2 separate regions of the Sus scrofa genome follow, and region 2 is linked to region 1. The links are chromatin contacts, called in public targeted proximity ligation maps. All regions are on one chromosome and are shown on one strand. The core of a region is the stretch at or near the end of the contact, and the rest is flanking DNA. Distances in the headings are between cores, read along the strand shown.

What was found.
Region 2: a targeted proximity ligation map of alveolar macrophages shows a contact between it and region 1. A contact is called at or near these places in 1 of 47 Hi-C or Micro-C datasets (embryonic fibroblasts) and 1 of 2 datasets of targeted methods (alveolar macrophages).

The regions. Positions count from the first base shown.
Region 1 is chr3:79,526,733-79,533,000 of Sscrofa11.1, reverse strand. The region is part of intron 1 of LOC106508312 (a long non-coding RNA gene); the gene reads left to right. Among named protein-coding and RNA genes, the nearest start is that of TMEM17, 110 kb to the right of the region's middle.
Region 2 is chr3:79,663,856-79,670,123 of Sscrofa11.1, reverse strand. It overlaps the pseudogene LOC100521006. Among named protein-coding and RNA genes, the nearest start is that of B3GNT2, 37 kb to the left of the region's middle.

The sequences.
Region 1 (6,268 bases), core at 1,086-3,585:
ACCACAGCTCATGGCAATGCCAGATCCTTAACCCACTGAGCTAGGCCAGGGATGGAACCCGCAACCTCATGGTTCCTAGTTGGACTCATTTCCACTGTGCCACGATGTGAACTCCTGTTTACTATTCTTTTGTCTGTGATTTCTGATCCAGTAGTGATTGTGGCTCTTGGAGTCACTTCTGCTTTAGGGACCCAGAATGGTTTTCACTTCTATTCATGTGCACATTTCCGTGGGCTGCAGAAGTGTAACAGAATGTAATTTAAGAAATGTAACCAGGAGTTCCCATTGTGGCTCAGAGGAAATGAATCTAACTAGTAACCATGAGGATGCAGGTTCGATCCCTGACCTCGCTCAGTGGGTTAAGGATCCGGTGTTGCCAGAGCTGTGGTGTAGCTCACAGACATGGCTCAGATCTGGTGTTGCAGTGGCTGTGGCTGGCACCTACAGCTCTGATTTGACTGTTTGCCTGGGAACTTCCCTATGCCAAAGGTGCGGGCCTAAAAAAACAAAAAGAGAAAGAAATGTAACCCAGGAAGAGAGCTAGAGCTTGGGGGCTCCATGGTGTGTTTATTTCCAGCAGTTAAGACTAAGGGTTGGATATAGGGGTGGTCTGGGTTGGGAGACATTTGGTAGTTAAAACATGAGTATAAAGGAGCTTGCTTGGAGTTCCAGTTGTGGCTCAGCGGTAATGAACCCGACTAGTATCTAACAGGATGTGGGTTCGATTCCTGGCCTTGCTTGGTGAGTGAGGATCCGGCGTTGCTGTGAGCTGTGGTGTAGGTTGCAGCTGTGGCTCGGATCTGGTGTTACTGTGGCTGCACTGTAGGCCGGCAGCTGTAGCTCCAGTTCAATCCCTAGCCTGAGAACGACCACATGCCATGGGTGTGGCCCTAAAAAGCAAAAAAAAGCAAAGAAAAGAGCTTGCTTGCTGAGAATGCAACCCTGAAAATTTGTGGGTAGAAGAGGAAGAGAAGACCATTGAGGAGGGAGCGGAATGAGAAGAACTGGGAGAGCGAAGGATATGAGAGAAACCATCGGCCAAGGGAGTTATGGATGGAGAGAAAAAGTTTCACACATGAGCGGACAGATTAGGGAGGTGACAGCTGAACATGTGGGTGGTTTTTAGCAGGAGTAGGAGCTAGCTAATGGTCTTGGAAAGAGCGGATCAGTGGAGCAGAGGAGGCAGAAGCCGTTTTGAGCAGGATGAGGAGTGAGTGAGCTGAGGGAGTGGCTCAGGTAAATACAGCTAAACAGAATCACCCAAGATTTGAAACTGGTTAAGGCAGAGACTTCTGTCAGCCCTTATCATGGGCAGGGGTGTAAGAGGCAGCTGGAAGGCCGTGCTCAAAGGACCACTTTGCTGTTTGTTCATATCTACTTTCACTGAATGAGTAAAATCATATTTTTAATAACTGAGGGACATCTATAGAGATAGAAACTTTGGGTTGGGGAAGGTGCCGCGAAGTGAGTAAAAGCCATCTGCCCAAATTAGAACTATGAGAAGAAAAAGCCTTGCCAGGCACCGTGACACACTGAAGCCAATAAGGAATCGAAGGGAAGGGGTGATGAGGGAGTTGCAAGTAATCCAGCATCAGGGCGGGGGATACTGTGGTTTCTGCTGCCTTGTGTCTGAGACACTCTGAATAATTAGCACTCTGACTCTTAGATGTATTAGAGAGCAGCCAGGAGATGGACAACCTGCAACAGACAATTCTAGAACTTTGATTCAGAACACAGAGAACATAGGGTTTGAAGTATTACTTGATTTCAAGTAAATTGATTGACTTGTAACAAATAATTTTATAATATTTCTGATATTTTAACAAATAATTGTTTCTGCTGTGCCATGATGGGAACTCCTAATTGTATTGGTTTTAACAAATAATGTGTTAACATTATTTGTGTTTTAATAAATAATTTTATAATCTTTCTGATATTAAAAAAGTGAGTACAAAAAAAATGGGGGGGGGGAGTTCCCTTCATGGCTCAGCAGTTAATGAACCTGACTAGGATCCATTAGGATGCGGTTCAATCCCTGGCCTCATTCAGCCAACTAAGGATCTGTTGTTGCTGTGAGCTGTGGTATAGGTCGCAGATGAGGCTCAGATCCCATGTTGCTGAGGCTCTCTCATTCAGGCTGGCAGCTACAGCTCTGATTAGACCTCTACCCTGGGAACCTCCATACGCCATGGGTGTGGCCCTAAAAAGCGGGGGGGAAAAAAAAGTGATTACAAACAATATTTTCTAAGAAGTTCCCTTAGGCCACTGGCAGGGGCTGACCTCAGATTCTTGATGTGTTTCTCTGTGTTCACCCAAGGCCTACCCCCTGCTTCTGACTGTTACTATGACAACTTGTCTAGTTGTTCTGTCTCTTGGAGACACTGGCTGCATGTCATCCCCAGCCCTTTGGCAGAGCCCAGTATGCAGGTCCTCTGGGTCACGTTCCTGGCCTGCCTTCAGGTTTAGATAACCCGAAAGTTCCCGTTGTGGCTCAGTGGCTTAAGAACCCAACTAGTTTCCATGAGGATGTGGGTTTGAGCCCTGGCCTCGCTCAGTGGGTTAAGGATCCAGCATTGCTGCAAGCTGTGGCACAGGTTGCAGATGCAACTTGGATTTGGTGTTGCTGTGGCTGGAGCTCTGAATTTTACCCCTAGGCTGGAAACTTCTATATGCCATGGATGTGGCCCTAAAAAGAAAAGAGAAAGAGAGAAAGAAAGAAAAAGAAAGAGAAAGGGAAAGAAAAAGAAAGAAAAAAGAAAAGAAAGGAGGAAGAAAAAGAGAAAAAAAAGAAAGGAACAGGTTTAGATAACCCTGTTCCTGCTGCACACTTTCCTGCTGCTGCTCCCAGGCTTGTCTCTGCTCCTACTGTTGCTGAGCTGGTGCCTCCTATCAGGACACCTGTTGTGCAGACTAAAAGACGGAATATGAAGGCCAGCACAAACTTTCAGTAAGGAAGGCTGAAAGCCCATAAATTTTGGGGGGATGTGCTCAGCCTTACAAAACCTCAGTTGACTGCATGCTGTATCCACAGAAACCTCCACCACTTCCCTTAAAATACAGGAAGAGAAGTAATAAAAGAAAAATTTCCTGTTGAACATTTGTTGACAACCAGATATAAGAAGAGGAACAATGAAATATAAAAGGATGATGGGTTTTATGCTCACTAATGCCCTTCCTGTTAAAAAGTCCAGCTTGGAGGATGGAGTGGGGGACTTGGTCACATAGCTGTGGGCACAGGACAGTCATATAGTCAGGTCTCTTGCTTGGGGGGTCCCGAAGAATAGAGCCAGCCTCTGGATTGATTTCTGGGAGCGTTAGCTTCTTGGATGTCACAATAAACAAAAGTTGGACTTTCTCAAAAATTGAAAGGCATCATTTTGCTGAACTTAAGGCCATGTGGCTTCTTTGGGGACTGGGCATGACTATGGAAAGCCTTGAATACCTTTAGTGGCATTTGCCATTAGGGAGTTTTCTGCCACAATGGCTGTGAACAGGACCTCAGTTGGGAAAGGGCCTCCCAGTAGCCAGATACCTTGTGTCGACTGTCACAGCATCTCCCCAGATTCTACCTTCTGCATCCTGGATCCACCACTGCCTAGGACCTGAAGTTGAGTTCCACCCTGAATGCCTATAAAGAAAGCTTTTAGGAAAATAATGTGAAACAATGATTTTATTGCTTTTGTTTAAAATAACATATATCTGGTATAAAAATGTAAGTAATACAGAAAAGCACAACCAAAAAAGTAAAAAAAAAAAAAAACCCAACTCACTGAGTCCTACTGCCCAGAGACAACCATTTCCAACATTTATAAAACATCATTAACGACCTGTATGTATGTGGATAAATAGAACTGAAGAATTTTTTAAAACTAGGATTATACTCTGCACACCGTTATATTTTATTTATTTATTTATTTATTTAATTTTAAGGCCACACCTGCGGCAGATGGAAGTTCCCAGGCTAGGGATTGAATCAGAGCTACAGCTGCCTGCCTATGACCTACACCTCAGCTCACGATAGCACAGCAGATGACCTACACCGCATCTCACAGCAACAGCGGGATCCTTAACCCACTGAGCAAGGCCAGGGATTCAACCTGCATCCTCATGGATACTAGTTGGGTTCATTACTGCTGAGCCACAATGGGCACTCCCTGCATACCCTTTTAGATGATAAACAGTTTTAATATTGTTCACTTGAATTTACATTAGAAGAGTTGAACTGAAACTTAGAAATGACTAAATTGATGGTTTCTTCACCACAAGTTCTTAAAAAGATTAATTCCTTTAGAGTTAAAAAACAGAATGAAAAACATTAAAAGATTGAATTTACTATGCTTGAAAAAAAGCAAGTTTCACTTTTAAGTCATATCATTGAATTTCTGCTATGAATAATCCCATGCCCAATGCTCTCTTAATTTTTATTATATTCCATTGTTAATATTGACCTCACTTGATTTTGTTCTCTTAGCCATACTTCTTGCTACTGTTGATTTCAGCCCTATATTTAATAGGCTTAGTGCTCCCCTCTCCATGTTACCCCACTGTTATAGGTTCAACTGTATCCTCCCTAAAGAAGGCATGTTGGAGTCCTAATTCCAGGTACCTCAGAATGTGACCTTATCTGAAAATAGAGTGTTTTCAGGGGTGATCAAGTTCAAATGAGGTCATTAGAGTGGGCCCTAATCCAATATGATGGGTGTTCTTATAAAAGGGGAAATGTGGACAGAGACCTGCGCAAAGGGAAGATGTAGAAAGAGACAGAGGAAGAACACGCTATGAGCACTGGAGTCACATTGCCACAAACCACAGAACTTCTGGGGCTGCAAAAAGCTGGAAGAGGTATAACGGAGGCTCCTTCCTTAGCACCTTCAGAGGGAGCACGGTCCTGCTGGCACTTTGATTTCAGAATTCTAGACTCCAGAACTCTGAGACAACATTGTTCTGAGCCATCTAGTTTGGGGTGCTGTGTTATGGCAGCCCTAGGAAGCTCATGCACGTAGGTTCTCTCTTCTAGAATTTGTTTTGACTCATTCCTTGGTTGAGTAGATTTCATTCAAAAGTTGTTTTTCAAGAAGGTTCTTGGGCACTTTATCCCCTAAGGTTTTGCACACCTCAGAATGCCTGTCTATTGCCTTTATACTTGAGGGGTAGCTTGGCATGTACATAATCCTTGAGTCCTGCTTTCTTTCCTTCAGACCTTTTTAGATGTTGGTCGTCTGTCTTTTGGCATTGGGAAGAAACCTGAAGAAACTTGATTTTTCTCTCTTTGTATGTGAAAATCTCCATCCATGTGAAATTTTCTTTATCCTTGACTTTTTACAAGTTCAGTAGGACATACCCTGATGTTGAAGAGTCTATACCAGTTTTTTTTTGGGAATATGTACACCCTTTCAATTTGTAGGTTCAAGTCAACTTTGTTTTGACAAAGTTCTATTTTAGTTTTGGAAATAATTTATACGTAATTCCTTTTCTTCTTTTTCTTCTTCTTCTTCAGAAATGCATATTCTCCTTCAGAAATGCCAAGGAACCCTATAAAAATAGTGATTTTCTTTAGAAACATGAACACATCTTGGTTTTATTGTTGTTCATTTTGTGTGATTTTCCCAGATTCTTTCCACTATGGTTCCAGTTACAGAGTCAGTTATTTGTATCCCATATTCTGTTGCATCTAATATAGATTCTGTCATTATCAAGGTTTACTTCGCCATTTTTATCTTGAATCTACTAGTTTGTTTTCTTTCATTTTAAAAATTACTTCTTTCGGAGTTCCCGTCGTGGCGCAGTGGTTAATGAATCTGACTAGGAACCATGAGGATGCAGGTTCAGTCCCTGGCCTTGTTCAGTGGGTTAAGCATCCGGCGTTGCCGTGGGCTGTGGTGTAGGTTGCAGACTCGGCTCGGATCCTGCGTTGCTGTGGCTCTGGCATAGACCGGTGGCTACAGCTCCGATTAGACCCCTAGCCTGGGAACCTCCATATGCCGCAGGAGCGGCCCTAGAAAAGGCAAAAAGACAAAAAAAAATAAATAAATAAATAAATAAAAATTACTTCTTTGAATTCTAAAAAAAATTTTTTTTTTTGTCTTTTTATGTCCGTACCCATGGTATATGGAGGTTCCCGGGCTAGGGGATGAATCGGAGCTGTAGCTGCCAGCCTACACCATAGCCACAGCAACCTGGGATCTGAGCCACGCCTGTGACCTATACCACAGCCTGGCAATGCCGGATCTTTAAGCACCGAGTGAGGCCACGGATTGAACTTTCATCC
Region 2 (6,268 bases), core at 2,549-5,048, 140 kb before region 1:
GCTGGATCCTTAACCCACTGAGTGAGGCCGGGGATCAAACCTGCAACCTCAACGGTTCCTAGTTGGATTCATTTCCACCGTGCCATGACAGGAACTCCTCTCTGGCTCTATATTTGGCAGAAATTCTCATGCAGTCGTTGCCTGAGCCCACTACACTGGTCATCAACCTCACGGGCTTTTGGCAAAGGGTTTTTAGAGCTTTCCAAATGCTTGGGCTCTGTTTTGATATTGATGGATCCTTAAATCCGTGAAGCCCTCTCCGTGCCCATGAGATGGGTTCTCCCCCAAGCATCCATCTCTTGGAATGTAAGCAGCACAGTTTGATTCATTCTTAGAGAACAGTTCAACAGCTGAGGCCTCCGTGGAAACTGGTGTTTGGACCTTTTTCATGGTTACTCCAAGTCATGTTGATTTTTGAGTTTGAAGGTCAAAAAGGCTAAATGAGCATTGCCTGAGTTTGGACTTTTCATAAACCCAACCAGGCCCTAAGAGGAAAAGGATGAAAGATATCAGAATGGCTCATTTCCACCCCGACCCTGGTTTCCTTTCTTGAGTTGGTCAAGGGAGAATGGAAAAGAAGGGCAGGAAATTTGAGTCACACTTGAAGCTGAATCCAGAATTAAAGGCACCTGAAAGTGGCCACCTCCTTCCTACTTCTCTACCCTGATCGGTGTGGTCTGGAATGTCTGTCCTGGGTTGTCGTGGCTCCCTCAGATGCAGAAAGAGAAAATGCATTTATTGAGGAAAGGATGGCTTATTTTCACTTCCAGGAAAGCTGAAATGAATGAAGCTTTTAATTGGGCCAGAATTTAACTTCTCTGTGATCTCTCTGCCTTAAGAAAAATGTCAGATGAAATAAAAATTCTTGTTTAGAACAGGATAACAAATACTTCCATGTGCTGGGCTGTATAGATTATATAAGATAAATTAGTTTTTCCTTTATGTTAATTCTATATTGGCTTTCTTTTTTAAATGCTAGGGTCAGAGTTCCCATCGTGGCACAGTGGAAACGAATCCGACTAGGAACCATGAGGTTGCGGGTTCGATCCTTTGCCTTGCTCAGTGGGTTAAGGATCCTGTGTTGCTGTGAGCTGTGGTGTAGGTCACAGACGTGGCTTGGATCCCGAATGGCTGTGGCTGTGGCTGTGGCTGTGGGGTAGGCCGTCAGCTGCAGCTGATTAGACCCCTCGCCTGGGAACCTCCATATGCCTCGGGTGCAGCCCTAAAAAGCAAACATAATAAATAAATAAATGCTAGGGTCATCTGCCAGATAATTTTGAAATTGAACTTTAATTAAACAATAAATCTGAGGAGTTCCTGTTGTGGCACAGTGGTTACGAATCCAACTAGGAACCATGAGGTTACAGGTTCGATCCCTGGCCTTGCTTGGTGGGTTAACGGTCCGGTGTTGCTGTGAGCTGTGGTGTGGGTTGCAGACATGGCTCGGATCCTGCATTGCTGTGGCTCTGGTGTTAGGCTGGTGGCTACAGCTCCGATTCGACCCCTAGCCTGGGAACCTCCATATGCTGAGGGAGCGGCCCTAGGAAAAGGCAAAAAGACAAACCAAACCAAACCAAACAAACAAACAAAAACCAATAAATCTGAGAAATTAGTTATCATGATTTATTCAAGTCTCACGTGAAAGGAAGGGTGTTTGCCCTTAAAATCATCTTAAAAGGTAGAGGCTGAGAATGAGGCACTTTTTTGTCTGTAAGGAGCCCGTAAAATCTTGTTTCTTCACATCATGTGTGAAATGCTGTACTTATTAATTGTAAGATGCAACACCTTTTACATAAGTTTAAAGACCAGTTCAATATGATTTGTAACAATTGTATCATATGACTCATTGCGGAAGTGTTAAAATGTGACATACTTCATCTTAGAATTTAATTGAAATACGGCATTAGTATACACACATACACTCTTAAATTGAAGATGGAGCTCTGTTGAGGTTTCTTTCCTTCTTCTGTCACTTTGATCTGTGTTTAGAAATGTTCGCTCAGGCAACCATGGTAGTGGCTTCTGAGCTCTGGCAGTGGTTTTCCTCCTGTCTGTTGTGTGTGTAAAAGGGGATGTATTGATTGTGCTGAAGCAGCACAAGTAGAGCTTTTAATTTGATTCTAATCCAAGGGCTTATTTCCAAGTCAGGGGCCTGGCAGGTGAACAGGGGTGCTTGCAGCTTCCTGACAGCTGCCCTGCTTCGGGGAAGTGCCCTTTCCTCCTATGCAAGCAGCAGGCCGACCCCATGAACAACTTGCGGCCTCAGTGTCAGCATGGGCTCACTCGTTGCTCTGGGATCCTACCATCTTCTGTCGTGCCCATGCTCATCCTGTCTTCAGCTAACACTCTCTTCCAGTTCATCATCCACGCCCTTCCCAGACTGGCTTTCCTAACCATTCTATGGAAATGGCCATCAGTAATCCTGATCCTGGCACCAATTTCAACCCCCTCCCCTTTTAAAGGAACTATGTCAAAATGAAAAAAATATTATCCTACCCTTGGTTGGGGTTCTTCCAGAAACAGACCTTAAGAGGCGGATTCTAGGAGTTCCCTTGTGGCACAGCTTGTTAAAGTTCTGGTGTTGTCACTGCAGCAGCTTGGGGTTCACTCCCTGGCCAGAGAACTTTCACATGCAGAGGCACAGACCAAAAAAAAAAAAAAAAAAAAAAAGGAAGGGTTCCCTTTGTGACTCAGTGGTTAACAAATCCAACTAGGATCCATGAGGATGTAGGTTGGATCCCTGGCCTCACTCCTTGGATTAAGGATCCAACATTGCCATTATCTGTGGTGTAGGTCGCAGACACGGCTCGGATCTTACATTGCTGGCATAGGCCAGCAGCTGTCGCTCAGATTTGACCCCTAGCCTGGGAGCTTCCATATGCTGTGGGTGCGGCCCTAAAATAGCAAAGAAAAAAAAGGAAAGAATATTAGTATCAAGGGACAGTTTCTTTTTTGTTGGGATCAGAGCACTCTGATTCTAGTGCAAGAGGGTCCATAGTCCATGGCAAAATGATGCGAGGAAGGAGGGCAGCCAGTAGAAGTGTGTGCTAAGCCACCTGGAACTGGATTTCAGGTCAAGAAAGAATATTAAGGAAGTTCTCTTTGTGGTTCAGCAGTTAACAATCCCGACTAGTATCCATGAGGATGTGGGTTTGATCCCTGCCCTCTCTCAGTGGGTTAAGGATCCAGCGTTGCTGTTAGTTGTGGTGTAGGTCGCAGACAAGGCTTGGATCCTGCATTGCTGTGGCTCTGGCGTAGACCGGCGGATACAGCTCTGATCTGACCCCTGGCCTGGGAACCTCCGTGTGCCCTGGGTACGGCCCTAAAATAGCAAAAGCAAAAAAGGAAAGAATATTAATATCAAGGGGCAATTTCTTTTTTTTGTTGGGATCAGAGCCCTCCCTGCCTTGCCTTGACCTTGCTAATACCCACCCTGTTCAGCCTCAAGCACCCTGACCCTCCTCTGACCGCCTTGGAGTGAGGCCTCTCCTTCCCTCCCTTGTTTGTCTTTATTTTCGTGATGACAACTGGCGCTGGCCTGAAAGGGCCTGGGACAGAGCTGTCTCCCCCTCTGTATAGCTCAGCAGCTGAAGCTACTGAGGGGCGGGGTGGGGGTGGGGATGGCCCAGGCTAGAGGGCCCTCGGGCTTTTTCACAGACACTCAACGCTGCCCAGGCCAGTAGCCCTTCAGCTGCCAAAATTTCCTGAGTGGGTAGGAAGAGGCCAGGCCTTCCCAGCTCAGTCTGGCCCCACCCAGCTTCTCCCCGGGCCCCAGAGAAAGGCCTGGCTCTCACTTCCTTTGAATCACTGGACTTTTCCTCCTCGTGTTCAAGGCTTCAAGGGACTGGGCTCAGAATGCCTTTTCCTACTTGTCCTACTTCATTGCAAAATGAGACAGAGTCATGGGTTGTTAACTAATCATTAGGTAATTTATTTCCCGTCTGTGGGTAGAGAGGAGAATGGAAACAGAGAACTTTGTTGGCACATCGAAGAGTTAGCCGGGGGCCAGGTTGGAGGAGCCTAGCAGGAAACCTAACCATGCAGAGCCCCAGGGTCAGACGACAGGTTTCAGGATCCAAAACAGTGACAAGGCTCAAGTCCTGTCTGTCCTTCCCGTTGGAACCTGGGGGCCCCCCCGCACACCTGGAGCCTCTGATCCGCTCTTGCCCTCCTGGCTGGGAGAGGCCAAGGGAGAAAAGAGAGGCCAAGGGAGAAAAGCCAGAAAACGATCACGCATGGGCAACCCAAGCCTCCTCACGAGCAATAATCTCACATGGATTTTTCTGCTTGTGGGATGTGAGACATGAGCGGTGGACATTGAGGGGCGAAGTTGTTGGGCTTAAAGCTGGTGGGAAATGCCTTTATTTATTTGATTGCAAAAGCCTCCCCGAGTGAGTCACTGTGGAAAGAATGAAGAAGGAGGGGTTGTGATGCCTGGTCGGGAAAGCTGGAGAACCTTCTCACTCATGGAGTCCTGCTGGATGGAAGAAGACGAACGGGATGAACAGAAGATGCAGGACAAACCCAGGGAGAGCCCGCTGGCCCGAGAGGCAGGGGAGGAGCACTTCACAGCCTGTCTTGCTGGTCCCACCTCCAGAAATTGTACAAGTGCTTATTAGAAGGAGCTGGCACCGCCCTGCAGCTGAGTACCTGCTCAACATAGGGGCTGTCCTAGCATTTACACCCTCCAGATTTTTTTTCTTTCGTACCTGAGAATTTTTTGGGTTGTTTTAAGAATCAGTACACGGGCATTTCAGTTTGTACACAATCTTACTATATGCAACCCAAATCTAAAACCTCATATAGTTGTTCTGGTGACTTTCCAGCTTCAAATTTGGAGGCCACTTTTCCTTAACAGGATATCAAGTACCAGTACCTTCAGATACTGATCTGCTGTTATATGTCCCATGAATTCACAAGTTAATATCATATACATGACATCCTCAAATCTTCCGTCATTCACAACACATTAACAAAGTTACTAGGAAAACTGGACTACGAGACCAAAGATGTTACCGAGTGCACAAAACTCTGAGCCGGGGAGCCAAGATTAAGGAGTGGTTTGCCTTAGGAAACAATGGTACCAGAAACAACACGGGAAGAGAACTAAGTAATTAAAGTGTTCAAGACATTAAGTGAACAACTGATTTCCAAATTGCCATTTAGTATGTTTTGTGTTTTTTTTATTTTTTATTATTATTTTTGCTTTTTAGGGCTGTACCGTCGGCATATGGAGGCTCCCAGGCTAGGGGTCTAATCAAAGCTACAGCTGCCAGCCTACACCACAGTCACAGCCAGATCCGAGCTGTGTCTGAGACCTACACCGCAGCTCATGGCAATGCTGGATCATTAACCCACTGAGTGAGGCCGGGGCTTGAACCCGAAACCTCATTGTTCCTAGTCAGATTCCTTTCCTGCTTTGTGTTATAGGATATAAAAGCTACCCCTTCGGCTACAGCTCCGATTCGACCCCTAGCCTGGGAACCTCCCTATGCCGCAGGAGCGGCCCAAAGAAATGGCAAAAAAAAACACAAAAAAACAAAAAAACAAAACTGCGTTGCTGTGGCTCTGGCGTAGGCCAGCGGCTACAGCTCCGATTCAGCCCCTAGCCTGGGAACCTCCATATGCCGCAGGAGCGGCCCAAAGAAATGGCAAAAAAAATAAAAAATAAAAAATAAATAAAATAAAAGCTACCCCTTGAGTTCCCGCTGTGGCACCACAGGATCCATGGCATCTCTGCAGCGCCAGGACACAGGTTCAATCCTCAGCCCAGCATAGTGGGTTAATGGTTTTGGCATTGCCGCAGCTGCAGCACAAGTTGCAACTGTGGCACAGATCTGATCCCTGGTCTGGGAACTCCATATGCTGTGGGCAGCCAAAAAAAAGAAGGGGAAAAAAAGCTACCCCCATCTAGGGAACGTTAGGCTGACTCCCAAGACAATCGAAGCCTCCCATACTCACTATCCTATTATTTTCTGGTTGTACCAAAAAATAAACAACCAGCAAATGATTTCACCTCTTTTAAAAAAGTGTGTACACTTAAAAATGTTTTGAGAGTTACTAAAAAGCCTTGCATTTGCAAAATAGTTGATAAAACTATTCCTTTGGATTGTACAAGAAAGGAACCAGGGATCACTGACAGGACCAGGCGTGAGGTGTTAATCAGACTTGGCTTCTTTCTCTCCTGCTTCATCAGAGACTGGGCTCTCCTCATTCTTAGTTTCTCTGTTTTCTGCAGGTAAATCTTTAGTCTCTTGATTAGCCACTT